Regions from separate parts of the Sus scrofa genome. Here region 1 is linked to region 2. The links are chromatin contacts, called in public promoter capture Hi-C maps. All regions are on one chromosome and are shown on one strand. The core of a region is the stretch at or near the end of the contact, and the rest is flanking DNA. Distances in the headings are between cores, read along the strand shown.

Region 1 (6,205 bases), core at 121-2,620, 630 kb before region 2:
CTTGACACCTGCATTTTCTGCTACATATCATGGTGACTGGAGAGGCATTTAAACTCTTAGTTGGCAGATTCAGGTTCAGTTTGGAGTATAAACCACAATGCAATGCCCTATCAAAGTGTCAGGACACTACAGGACCTTTCACTAGGAAGTTCAAGGTGTTACTGCTCAACAGCTGCACATCAGCCAAGTCAACGTAACGTATATGTACCTGCTGCCTAAGGTTGGACTCTGTCCCTGGTGAGTCCAGCAAATAGAGCTTGGAACCGTGGGTAGAATTTACAGCTGTGCCTCTCCACGTGCTGTGAGATATTCAGGAAGAACTCAGATGTGTCTATGGAACCTCTTTGATTAATAAAGGGAATCTGTCATAATTTTCTCCCTAGATTACACAAGTCTGGGGAGTCAATTTCCTAAAGATTTTGGAGAAAGCCACTTTATACTAGAAAACATTTCTTTTCCTATCAGAAAGGCCATTATATCCTGTGGTTTAGAGTTAGGCCATGAGAGATTTGGATTACACTCTCAGTCCTCTCAAATGACATTGGGCAAGTAACCAAACAGCCCTCACTCTATCTCCTCACTTAATAAATACTTTGATAACAAATATGAAGTAGCTCCTGGGCAAATAAAAAACCAATTGTGAAGGGCCTCTGACATGTCCTACAGACTTAAGGCCTAAAGTTGAGAAGTCCTGAGGAGATGACTAGAAGAGGGGGAACTTTTGCTATCTTGAGGATAGTTTCAGGATTAGGAAATTCTGGGTAGGGGTGAGTTTTTCCTCCACACACCTGAATCCAGTTTGTCCTTTCCCATTCTCCACCCAGCGGGGTTTGTCCTTTCTCCCATTCACCCACCCCAGAGAGACACCGCTTTCCCCTGTCCAACTTCTTAAGGCCCTGGGGCACACCTGACTGTGGCCTCCCCGCCCACAGCTCCAGGTGCCAGGCCTTCCCCACACCCCGCCCTGCGGTGCGGCGGAGGGGCCCCCGCTAGTCCGAACAGGCTCTACCCTCCCGCCTCAGGCTCCCCCAACCCCGCGTTCCCGGGCCCCCAGGGCCGCCCTGCGTGCTGGGCCTCAGCACCCCGCTCTCTGGTCCAGATGGACCTTTTCTTGCGGGCCGCAGACCTCTCCCCTCTTAGTTGGCCGCCCTGGGGGTCCAGGCTGGTCAGGCCCGCTCAGGGTCTCGGGGGAGCTCGGGAGCCGTAGCCTGTCGGCGGGGCCCCGCCTCACCCGGGCGCACTGACCCGGCCGGCGGCCTCACTCACCGCAGCGGCGCGCGCCCGCAGACAGACAAAGGCCGGCACCGATCCCACAGCAGCGCCGGCGCGAGCAGACCGGACTACAGCTCCCAGGAGGTTCCGCGCGAGCTGGAGGCTGGGGCCTCGGCGGCCCCGGCTTTCCCGAGCACTGTGGGAAACGTAGTTCGGCGATGCGTCCGGCCTCTCGGGACTCTGCGGGTCCAGGTGATCGCTGGGCGCTCAGGCCACCTCCATATGGTCCTCAGCCGGTGGCGCTGATTCGTTCGCGGGTGTATGTAGAGCGGGCACCAAGAGCGCCGAAAGGCTGCTCAAATTAGCCAGGCGTGTGTAGGCAGCTTGTGAAGTCGTCCGCTGAACCAAGAAACTGAGAATCTGGGTTCTTGCATTAGGTATGGTGGGAGGAAGCTCATTGGGAAGAAATGAGTTGATAAAACCTTGGGTGCTTGGAGGTTTTGTTTTGAGCCATTGGGGGAGCAAAGACTAAGTATTCTGTAGTTAGAGCTCTGAGGCGAGGAGCAGATATTTCAAGCGAAGTCTGTGGCGTTTTGGAACACCAGAGGAGAATTTAGTGAGGTTGGGGAGGAGTCTGGTGGAGGGCTATGCTCTTCTTATCCCGTTAAAGAATTTGCATCCGAAATAATGGGTAAGAGATCCGGTTTGGAATTGTCTTGAATTTGCATGTCAGCTCCACCACTGACTAGCTGCAGAATTCTGGATAGGCTTCTTACCTGGTGGGGAGCCCAGGATGTGGTTAGGTGGCAGCTACAGAGGCTTCTTGAAAGGGCCAGAATCCAAGTCAGGTCACCCTCTTGATACTTGCAGAGCAAAGGCAGGTATGTAAGAACCCAGAAAAAAAAAATCTTTCTGCATGTACCCCCTCTGAGTTTTGGAGAGAAAACACTATTTTCTAGGATAAGAAATTAGATTTTTTTCTTACATGGATAAATTGTAAGTTTTGAAAATCACTCAGCAAGTTAGATGAGCTCTTTTTCATGAGGCTTCTTTGTGAAGTACAGGCATTCAAATCCTGTTGTGTGATCCTAAGAGGGGGCAAGGCTCCCTAAATGCCTTAAGCCACCTTCAAATGTATTTTTATAGGATCCTGGCCTCTGAAAGGGAATTTGGGAGAGGGAAGAATGGTATTAAAATTTTCTATGGCTGAGACTGCTTGGGCTTCCTCCCCGTTTGAATCGCTTTCGTCTTCCTTCATCCTGGAGCTCTCCTCAGTGTAATTCTCTCCAGGTTCCCTGCTCCAGAGCTCCTACGCAGAGGCTAGTTTATCCTATTAAAGGAGAGGTTTCATAAGGTATGTTTCCTCTTACTATGTGTTTGTCCTCTACCCAAAAGTCACCTGTTAAACATTTAACAACAAAAACAAAACATTTAATTTCTCACTGTGTACAAAGTGTAAGTTGATTGCTAAGTGTTAGTTTCACTATCACTAATAACATCATTATTTAAGTTCATTGAACCTGTATGTTCTGAGCCCATTTTAAGCGTCAGGTACTCTGCTGGGCTTTGGACACATAAATGTAAAAAAGATATACTCTCTTCTCCTAGGAAGGGAGCTGACAGTCTAGTTTAGAAGACAAACACACACCTTTCCTCAAAACCCAGGACAGCAGTACAGAAAAGTCCCTGAGTGTGTAGGGGGAACTGCCCTGTAGGCCTGGCTCCTGAAGGCGCCTCAGCACAAATGCAGAGCTTCCTGTGGTGCCTCCTTCATTATTTGCTCCAGAATCACAGAGAGAAAGGGGTAGGGCATTAGGAGGTGAAGCACAGTCATCACATCCTTTCCTTCTAGAGCAGCCACAGACAATTTTCAGTGCCCAGGTGGCACCCAGCAAAGGCCAGTCCTTGCAGCTGACTGGATGGTGCTGTATGAGTGTCTCTGCTCCCTTCTCTCCCAGGGCTGTATCCGCAAAGCTGCAAGGCTGCGTATGTCACCCCCAGGTCTGGGAGTCATTTCCTCCGTTGAAAAACAACACCATGTGCCTAGAAGTCTTATCAGTTCTTTTGAGGTCAGGCTCAGCTGTGGTTGTTAGGATGATCCCACTGTGAAAGCGATGACAAAGCTTTGGTGGAGAAGGCGACTGTAAAGGGGGAATGTTGTCACCTTAACAAATCTGCGTGAATTCTTTTAAGGTGTCTCAGGAAAGTGGGTGCATTGAATAAAAAGTGGAGGAGAGAGCAGTTAGGACTGGAGTTGATGAGACCCAGAAGAGACCCACCCACCACCCTCTTGACAGACACATAGCAGTCTTTACCCAGATCCTGAATGAGGCCCAACCCTTAACCACGGCCTGCATTTTAAGACACCCACTCAACAGAAAGGCACAGAGCTGAGGGAGGGTGTTAGCAGTGTCAATTTGAAAAATTACCAAAGAATTATTCCCTTATTTCACATGCATTTTAAAACATTATGGAACGAAGATAATCTGGTAACTGATTATATGACAAAAGGCTAAACATTTGGCAAAAAAAATGAAAGTATATACTTATCTAACTTCTGTGCCAAAATAGCCTCCAGATTGATTAAATGTAAAATGTAAAACCCAGATCCACAAAAGGCCTAGAAGAATGTATGGTTTAATAGTTTTATAATCTCAGCATAGGAAGGGTTTTCCTAACCATGGTAAGAAACGCAGAAACAGTGAAGAATAAGATTGCTGGATTTGACTACATTAAAATCCAGTACTTCTGTGTCAACACCACCATTAAATGAAGTTAATACACGACAAGCTAGGAACATGGTAATCACTATCATCTTTAAAGAGACCATACAACTCAATAGGAAAAAGAAATTTCACTGGAAATTTGGTAAAGGATAGCAACTCACACACACAATAGAATTAAGGAAAAATGCTATTAATTTTTAAAAAGTGCTAATTGAAACTAAGAGAAAATTTTCTTAGCTGGTGAATGGAAAATAATGTAAAAGAGACTAGGGAAATAGACATTTTCAGCCATGTCTAAATTGAGACAATTCAGTCTAATTAGACATTTGCTTATACCTATCAAAAAGTCCTAAAAATACACATTTTACTTCTACAGATTTTTTTACTCTTTGAGTGGATTGCAATTGTTTCATATTGTGATCCTAAATTTTATATTCATTATATTCACTAAAGTATACCTTAATGAATATTTTATGACCAATAAAAAAAGAAAAAAGAGAAAAATAAACCTACCAGGAAAAGAAAAAATGAAATAATTGCATCCTAAATGTGGAATGAAAGCTGCAGAATTCTGCAGTAAATTCTTAAGTGAATTATTGACTTGGAAAAGACTCCTGGTTCCTTTAAATGGAGGATTGCCCCAGAAACCTGCATGAGAGCACATGATACTCAAGGAGAGCTTGAGCTTCATTTGCTCTCATTAGCTCAACGAAGTCTTTGGGTGTAGAGTGGTAGAATGAGGATCTGCCCTCCTGGAAGAGTTTATCAGAATAATTTCTACTCTGCCTCAAGTCTGTGTTTAGTCCAATTCCCATCAGAAATGCAGACCTCTTCAGTTAGCTCTTAATAACTGTGTTTTATGAACCCCCGTCTCATCCCACTACTCTGTACATTCTCTGAACTAACCAGGCTTCCCATCCCTCCCAAAAAATCCCACTGTGTCCAGCTTGGAGGCCAGTGCTTGGGAGAAAGCCAGCCTTCTTTTAAGCCCCTCCTACTCAATGGCCAGGCTTGAGTAGCAGGACCCACTAGAAAGAAAGAGGTTGTGCTTTAATGCAATTCTCTAGAAAGTTGTTGGTCTCTTGGTTAGAGTCATCCAAATGTCTCTTGATTTGCCAGCTATTTCTCAGGGCTGGAGATCATCCTGGCCTCTCCTTGGACAAGTCATTCCTATTTTCTGTACCTACTCCTGTCTCTTTGAGCAATTATGTCCTGTGTTTGCTCTCACTATTCTTCCCTGATTTATAAATGCAGGATATTCATAATTTGGGCTTGAAGATGCTTAGTGTGTGGATCTTAGCTTTTGTAACCTCAAAATTCCTTCCACTATTCAAATATAAATGATTTATTCTTAAGGGAGCTATTTATGCAAGCTTCAGATGTTTTTTAGTTCTTTTTTTTTTTTTTTTTTTTTTTTCGTCTTTTTGTCTTTTCTAGGGCCGTACCCATGGCATATGGAGGTTCCCAGGCTAGGGGTTTAATTGGAGCTGTAACCGCCAGCCTGTGCCAGAACCACAGCAATGTGGGATCTGAGTCACGTCTGTGACCTATATCACAGCTCACGGCAATGCTGGATCCTTAACCCACTGATCTAGGCCAAGGATCAAACCGGCAATCTTATGGTTCCTAGTTGGATTCGCTAACCACTGAGCCACAACAGGAACTCCTGTTTTCCAGTTCTTACCATTTATTTCTACCATGTAACTAGCTGTTCCTTTCTTCATATAGACTCTTGATGGAGTTGCTTATAAGCCAGAAGATGGGAAGTAAAGTTTGGGGTGGGGACTGATGACCCACACTTAGTATATATTTGCATTTATTTCCAAGGCCGTGGGTCTGGCCATCATTCCTGCTGAGGCTTTCATGCCAAGAGCTGACTTTCCCTTTCCTGTTTGGTATCATTTAGTGGGGCTGCCTTAGGGTCCCTCTAGAATATATTTACATTGCCACTTGGCCCAGAAAGAGGAGGTACCCTTTGTTTGCTGTTGTGTGCATGAGTGTTGTCCTCTCATAATGACTCTTCTGAGGAATGTCATGGGGGAGCACAGCCCATTTTGTAGGTAGGCCTTCCAGACAACCAGAGGGTGAAGATGCGACTGTGACTACAGGTGGGAGGCTGGATGTTGTTCCTGTTCATGTCATGTGTTGGATGTTACTTCCTTCCACACCCATGTCCTAAGCAGTGGTCCTAGAGCCAGAGTTCTCATCTGTGGCCCATGAACAGGCTCCATGTGAATCTGTGAACATGCAAAATGGAAGAAGTGGAC
Region 2 (6,039 bases), core at 1,268-3,767:
GGGCAGTGCTGTGGTGGGTGGGGGCTCCTCCTCTCTGGAGTCTCTGAGAAGCTTTTCTGACTCCATTAACCAAGCAGCGGAGATCAGGCCAGAAATCAGAGCCCATTCTGAGCTCAAAACACAAGCTTTCTCTCTTTCTCTTCTCCCCTCTCCACCCCCTGGGATTATCCATTTCCTTCAAAGGCAATTTTTATTCCTGCTCCCAGGACCCAGTTGCTTGCCTGTCAAGTGGAGAATTTCAACAGGTTTTTTTAAAGGGACAGAGCCCAAGTGTTCTTACCAAGAGAGCTAGGTGCTGTGTCCAACTGGTGCCCTTCCTGCCAGCTTTTTGCCAATGTTTCTCACTTTTCCAACTGTTTTGGATATAACTCTGTGTATAGGCAAGAGGCTTGACTGGCCCAGATGTTACCCAGGGTCTGGGTGAACTTGGCTTCTGGTGAGTGTGGCTTCTGCTGAAGTTGGCTCTGGAACAGTCCTTCCACTCTAATGCAGAGACAGAAGCCCCCAAGCCAGAGCCAGCCCCTCCAACTAGGCCTGGGATTCTACCCCACCCCACCCCACCATGGGTTTAACCCCTGGAAGCCCAGGGCATCCAAGGAACCAGCTACTTGGTGGAAGGGAGGGCAGGAGCCAGAGCCATAGCCAGGACAAGGGAACTCAGCATGAGCACACAGGCTCCAGCTGGTTCCAAAATGCATTTTGGTTTATGCAGGCAAAGAGAGCCAGACCACCTCGGAGCCCAGGACCCAGACCTGACCACCCAGCTGCCAAGAGGGCAACAAAGACAAGCAAGCAACCAACCCTTCCCGTTGTCAGGAGGAGTCTGTGAATGTGGTCCCCACTCCTTCTGTGCTCCCCCCAGGTCAGCTGTGCCCAGGACTCAAGGTCCTAGGTCCCTGCATTCCAGTCATTTCTGTAGTTCCCCAGGGATGGGGGCAGCTAGAGGAAGCACCATTTCCTCTGACAGCAGGAGGATGCAGCTCCCCTCTCCCCAAACCACTCAATTGTTAACACCTAAGCCAGAGTGTTCCCCATGATTTGAGGTGGGGAAGCAATGTAAAGACACAGGCTAGGTCAACTTTTTCGGCTTACAGAAAAATTCTAAATTGCCTTTGGTGCTGGTGGTCCCTTGGCAACACTGATCAGCAACATGCTATACTTTTAAAAAACAATTCCCAGGTGGTCAGCCACCAGCCACCTATAATGAAGCGGAGGTTTTCAGGCCCAACCTAGCCTACTGCTCCAGGAGCTCCAGCCCTAGACAGACCTTAGCTGCATGGAGCACTCAGTGTCCTTGAACCCTTTTGCAGGATTTGTTGGAAACATCCAGCCAAGAACACTCAGCATGGCCTACCCATGCTGACATGGTTTTGTTTTGTGTGTTCAGAGGCAACAGTTTATTTTGGTTTGCAGCAGTGGTATCCTGTAACAGGACAGTGAGATTTCTCTTAAGCCTCAAAAGGAAAAAAAAAGCTCTCTCCCTCTCGCTGTGAAACGGGACACCACCTTTCCCAGTGGCCTAAGGCCTTGGCGATGAAATTTTAGGGCAGCATTCACTCCGAGGTAGAGCACTTGCTTGGCTGGTGACAAAGGCGCCAGTTTGCAGGTGTGTTTGGGGGGTGGGTAGGCGCACGCATGACCCGGATGGTCCCCGGGCCCCTCCTGGCTGACCCCAGGAAGAGGCAGGGAAGGTAGTGCCTGGATATGCGCCCAGGTTCTCCGCGTCGCTACGGACCACGGAGCTGTACAGAAGCGCAGCCAGGCGGGTGGCGCAAACCCGACAGCTGCTCAGAACGCCCGCCCGCGAAGCCTCGTTTATGTGGGTGCGTGGAAAGGACGCCACGCAGCTGCACCCGATCGCATCGCCGCCACAAGCACGTCGCGATTGAAAAGCGCTCTCTCCAACACAAACCGCGGATCGCATCCCCAGTCCGGTGCATAGCGGGGCCTCTGAGCCCGTTGGATCTGGAAACCGAGCTGGGCGCGGGAAGCCACGAACTGGGAGGTGGGCGGTCAAGGGGAGGTGGGCCAAAACGCGAAGCTGGAGACTCTGCTCCCCAACTTCCCCCTCCAGCGCGGGCTCCAAACGCGCCCTGGGCGCACTGGCACCAAGTTATACTGCCAGACCTCGCTCTACAGCTTGCCGCAGATCTGGCGGCTGCTTCCAGATTCCGGGACCCGAGCCCGGCTGAAGGGCGCGAAGTTTCAGCGCCGAGGGTGCTACGACGCGGCTTTTGAACCCCGCATGCCGAGGGAGTGCGCCCCGAGAAGTGGGCCACCTCAACTTCCCCGATGCACAGCGGCGCGAATTAGGTTCGCGCGGGACTGCGCGGGTACAGACAGGGAAGCCGCGGCCCGGCATGGAGTCCCACGCCTGCCCACGCTTCGATCGCCGAGGCCACTCACCATCGCTGAGGCAGAGCGCGGTCAGCACGAGGGCCAGCACGGCGAGGACCTTGACACCCATGGCAGGAGTAGGCGGCGAGCGGACGGAGGCCTGACACACTGGGGACACTGCAGCGGAGAGTGAAAGTGCGGCCGCAGGAGGCGCGCGCCGGGCACTTTAGAGGCGAGAGAGGGGCGGGGCGGGGCGGGGCGCGCGGCGAGGGGCGGGTCTGGAGCAGAATCCTAGTTGTGGCCAGGGGCTCTGACCAGCGTCCCCTCCCACAGGGGCGCTCGCCCTGTCCTCTCCTTCCCCCCCTTCCTCCTGCCCAGAGATGCTCCAGAGACTGTGGTGCGCTCCAGCCTTTGACCTTCTTAGTTGTGCTGGGCCCTGTTCTGTAAGCCTGACCTGCTCCGAGGAAGCTGGCCACTCAGTGAGGCTGGGCTGCAGGGCTAGTTATTGTTCCCATTATGCAGATGGAGAGATTAAGTCCCATAGACAGGAACTGGAGGACAACCAAGGAAAAACAAACAGGTTGGTCCTAGGGCTGAGGGCCAGCTGAACCAGCGTCAACCTGAGGTAGCTAAAATTGTCCTATTTTGGAGGTATAGGACCTACCTATAAGTGATCATCCGCCTCCACTCGCTGCTCAGTGGCCAGAAAAGCTGGGACAAAGTGGCCAGACTGGTCTTTGCAATCAGAGCAACTCTGATTCTGAGCCAAAGCTATCACTTATTAGCTGAGCCTCAGTTTCCGCAATTGTAAAATTGAAGCTCTGAAATAGAATGCTGTGTAGTGGAAAGAAAACAAAGGCAGTTGCCCAGGAGCCTCTTAGTAATGGTGAATTGACTTAAATCTGTATCTTGCGGAGTTCCCATCGTGGCGCAGTGGTTAACAAATCCGACTAGGAACCATGAGGTTGCGGGTTCGGTCCCTGCCCTTGTTCAGTGGGTTAACGATCAGGCGTTGCCGTGAACTGTGGTGTAGGTTGCAGACGCGGCTCGGATCCCGCGTTGCTGTGGCTCTGGCGTAGGCCGGTGGCTACATCTCTGATTAGACCCCTAGCCTGGGAACCTCCATATGCTGCGAGATCGGCCCAAGAAACAGCAAAAAGACAAAAAAAAATCTGTATCTTGCTCTCAAATGTGAGGTGGGCTAAACCCCGTTCCCACCCCTCGGCATGGAACTAGAATTGACCTGAGACTCCCCTCCCAACCATCACGAAGTGCTCAACATCAAGTCAGATACATAGTAGGCAAAAAAATGCAATGCAGTATTTTTTTCATCTCCCCAGTGGATGCCCTGCAGGACCTAAAGTAATGAGAGCACTCCTCTCTCCCCCTCATGCCAGGGATGGTGCTCCTGGAGCTGGCTTTTCTGGTCCAGAGGACTACAGCCACAGGGTCATCCCTTGGCAGTGTCTAGTCCTCCTGGCAGCCGCCCCGCCCCAACCTGGACAGCTGAGGTGACCCAGCAGAGCACAGGATTGCAAGCAGAGCACAAGGATTGCACCTGGGAGTTCCAGACCTGAAAAGAGCGCCCTTTTGGGCTTCACTAGTGATCATAATCACAGGCCTCTCAGGCCACCTCCCTCTGTTGTTTCCCTCCTAGCCTGACAGTGAAGTGGTTTCTGTCCCCACAGCCATCCAAGGAGCACTCCGTAGGGACAGGTCTCTGGAGTTCCAGAGCTTTGGCTTTTAGGGGAGTGGACAGTGTACCTAGCCTGGGCTCAGCTTGAAAGGGGGCAGGGGCAATTAGCAGGAAGCTGCAAGAGCGCTGGGATTCCAGCGGTGGGGCTGGGTATCCTCTGTGTGTCTGTGTATCCAAATGACTTTTGCACCCAAGTAGATGTGCTGTGAAGCTGCATTCATTCAGTACTTGGGAACTGGGTGTAGAACTGAGAATCCCACTGTCTTGGTCCCTGCCCTTAAAGAACTAGCAGTCCAGTGGCTGAGATAGTTCTCGGGATCCCCAGCCTCCACCTCCTTTCTGGTTAGAGCTGGGGCCAGTCATCTCCAAGCTCCTGGGCCCTAACTGGCTTCAGACAAGATAGAGCACGGCGGCTGAGCTTGGGCGCCCTCTGGTGGCAAAATCTCTCAGTTCCCCTCTTCCTCCCATCCCTCCCGCAAGCTCTTGAGGTCAGAGTGGACAAGGCTCGCCCCAGATCCCTGTGTAGATGCGAGATGCTATCAGGTTCAGTCATAAATCCAGTGGCCAGCACATAAACGCACACCGAGGCTGGAGCTCAGTGAGAGCCGCGCGGAGCCTCGCTTCAAGTCCAGCAAAAGCCAAAGTCAAAGCCTCTAGTTTGTTTCCTTTTTGTCACAAAATTGGTTGCTGCTCTGGCAGCCTGAGGTACCCTGTGGGCTGGAGAGAAACCAGGGCCTCCTGCCTGGCCATGCCGCAGGACAGACATCAGTGTGGGCCCTTCAGTGCCCACCGCTTCTTCCATTAATTCAGTAAAATACTTATTGAGCCCCTGTTCGTGCCAGACTTGGGATACATATTTAAAATACTTCAGTAAAGGAAGCAAAAACAGACAAACAAATGAAACAACCCAAACCCCTGTCCTCCTGGAAGTTACATCCTGGCGGCTGGGAGAAAAGAAGAGGGCAGGCATTAAACATAAGTAATTAAACACATAATCTATAGAAGTTCTTTAAGTGCTGTGGGAAAATGGGCCAGAGGGAAGAGGAGCAAGTTAGGATTTTAAAGAGGGAAGGCAAGAATCTGCAAAATGTCCACAGTTTGTCAAGCTATTTAAATGTACACCTCTGTACAGGTCAACTCTCACCACAGGGGCACCTCCCAAATTCAAGGCAACAGGGTCCACCGCCCTTTCTCCTCTGTTGTTTTCTTATGCCACTATCTCTGCTTAAGAGGCTCCACCTTTCTTTCTCTACCAGGAAACTCGGTTCTCCATCCAGTCCCAGAGCAATGCCACCTTCCATGTGAGATCTTACAGATCTCTTCCACACTCGGTGCTCAGACCTGCTGCTCCTCAAGGACACCTTAGGAGTTCAAGGTGACAGGGAGGCAGGGGTTAAAGATGGGTGTATCTCTAAGCCTTGATTATGTGCTATGGTCTCTAGACCCTAGTTCCCAGTCCAGATGCCCAGCCATGGCCCTTTGCCCAGCTGGGGCTGTTTACACCTTCAGGGTTCAGTGGCTAGCCTTTGGAGAAGGACCTTAGTACAGGGTTGAATGTTTGTACCCAATTATTGTTTTCTGGTATGAAACCAACAAGATGAGTTTAGGTGGTACTCTGAAAACATAGTTTTAGAAAAATGTAGATGTAATATATTTCTTTTTTAAAGTGATAAGAAAAAGCAGACATTTCAGATATTCCTCAGGATTGACGTCATCTTTAAGATACATGATTTAAGTTTTTTTAAAAAAGTAGGTTTAAAGAGCAGAGCATGTCATAGTATAGGTGGTTGGGAATATAGCAAAAATTCAGACAGTAATACAAAAAGACTTGAAGTTTAAAAATACTGCCTAAATAACGAATTTTGTTTGTTTGTTTTTTGCTTTTTAGGGCTGAACCCTCAGCATATGGAAGTTCCCAGGCTAAGTGTTGAATCAGAGCTGCAGCTGGCTGCTTACATCACAGCTCACAGCAACGCCAGATCCTTAACCCACTGAGCAAGGCCAGG

The links. Promoter capture Hi-C pulls out the DNA fragments that hold promoters and counts their contacts.
Region 1: a contact with region 2 is called in a promoter capture Hi-C map of fetal skeletal muscle, with 9 times the contacts expected there. The contact joins the promoter of ZNF32 here to the promoter of CXCL12 in region 2. A contact is called at or near these places in 2 of 5 promoter capture datasets (fetal liver and fetal skeletal muscle), 1 of 47 Hi-C or Micro-C datasets (skeletal muscle) and 1 of 2 datasets of contacts at active chromatin or transcription factors (skeletal muscle).

The regions. Positions count from the first base shown.
Region 1 is chr14:92,146,396-92,152,600 of Sscrofa11.1, reverse strand. ZNF32 (zinc finger protein 32) reads right to left here and starts at 1,370. Exons shown (of 3, transcript XM_021073021.1): 1 at 1,267-1,370. It also overlaps the pseudogene LOC102167823.
Region 2 is chr14:91,512,930-91,518,968 of Sscrofa11.1, reverse strand. It overlaps CXCL12 (C-X-C motif chemokine ligand 12), which reads right to left and starts at 2,517. Exons shown (of 4, transcript NM_001009580.1): 1 at 2,407-2,517. The coding sequence starts at 2,467.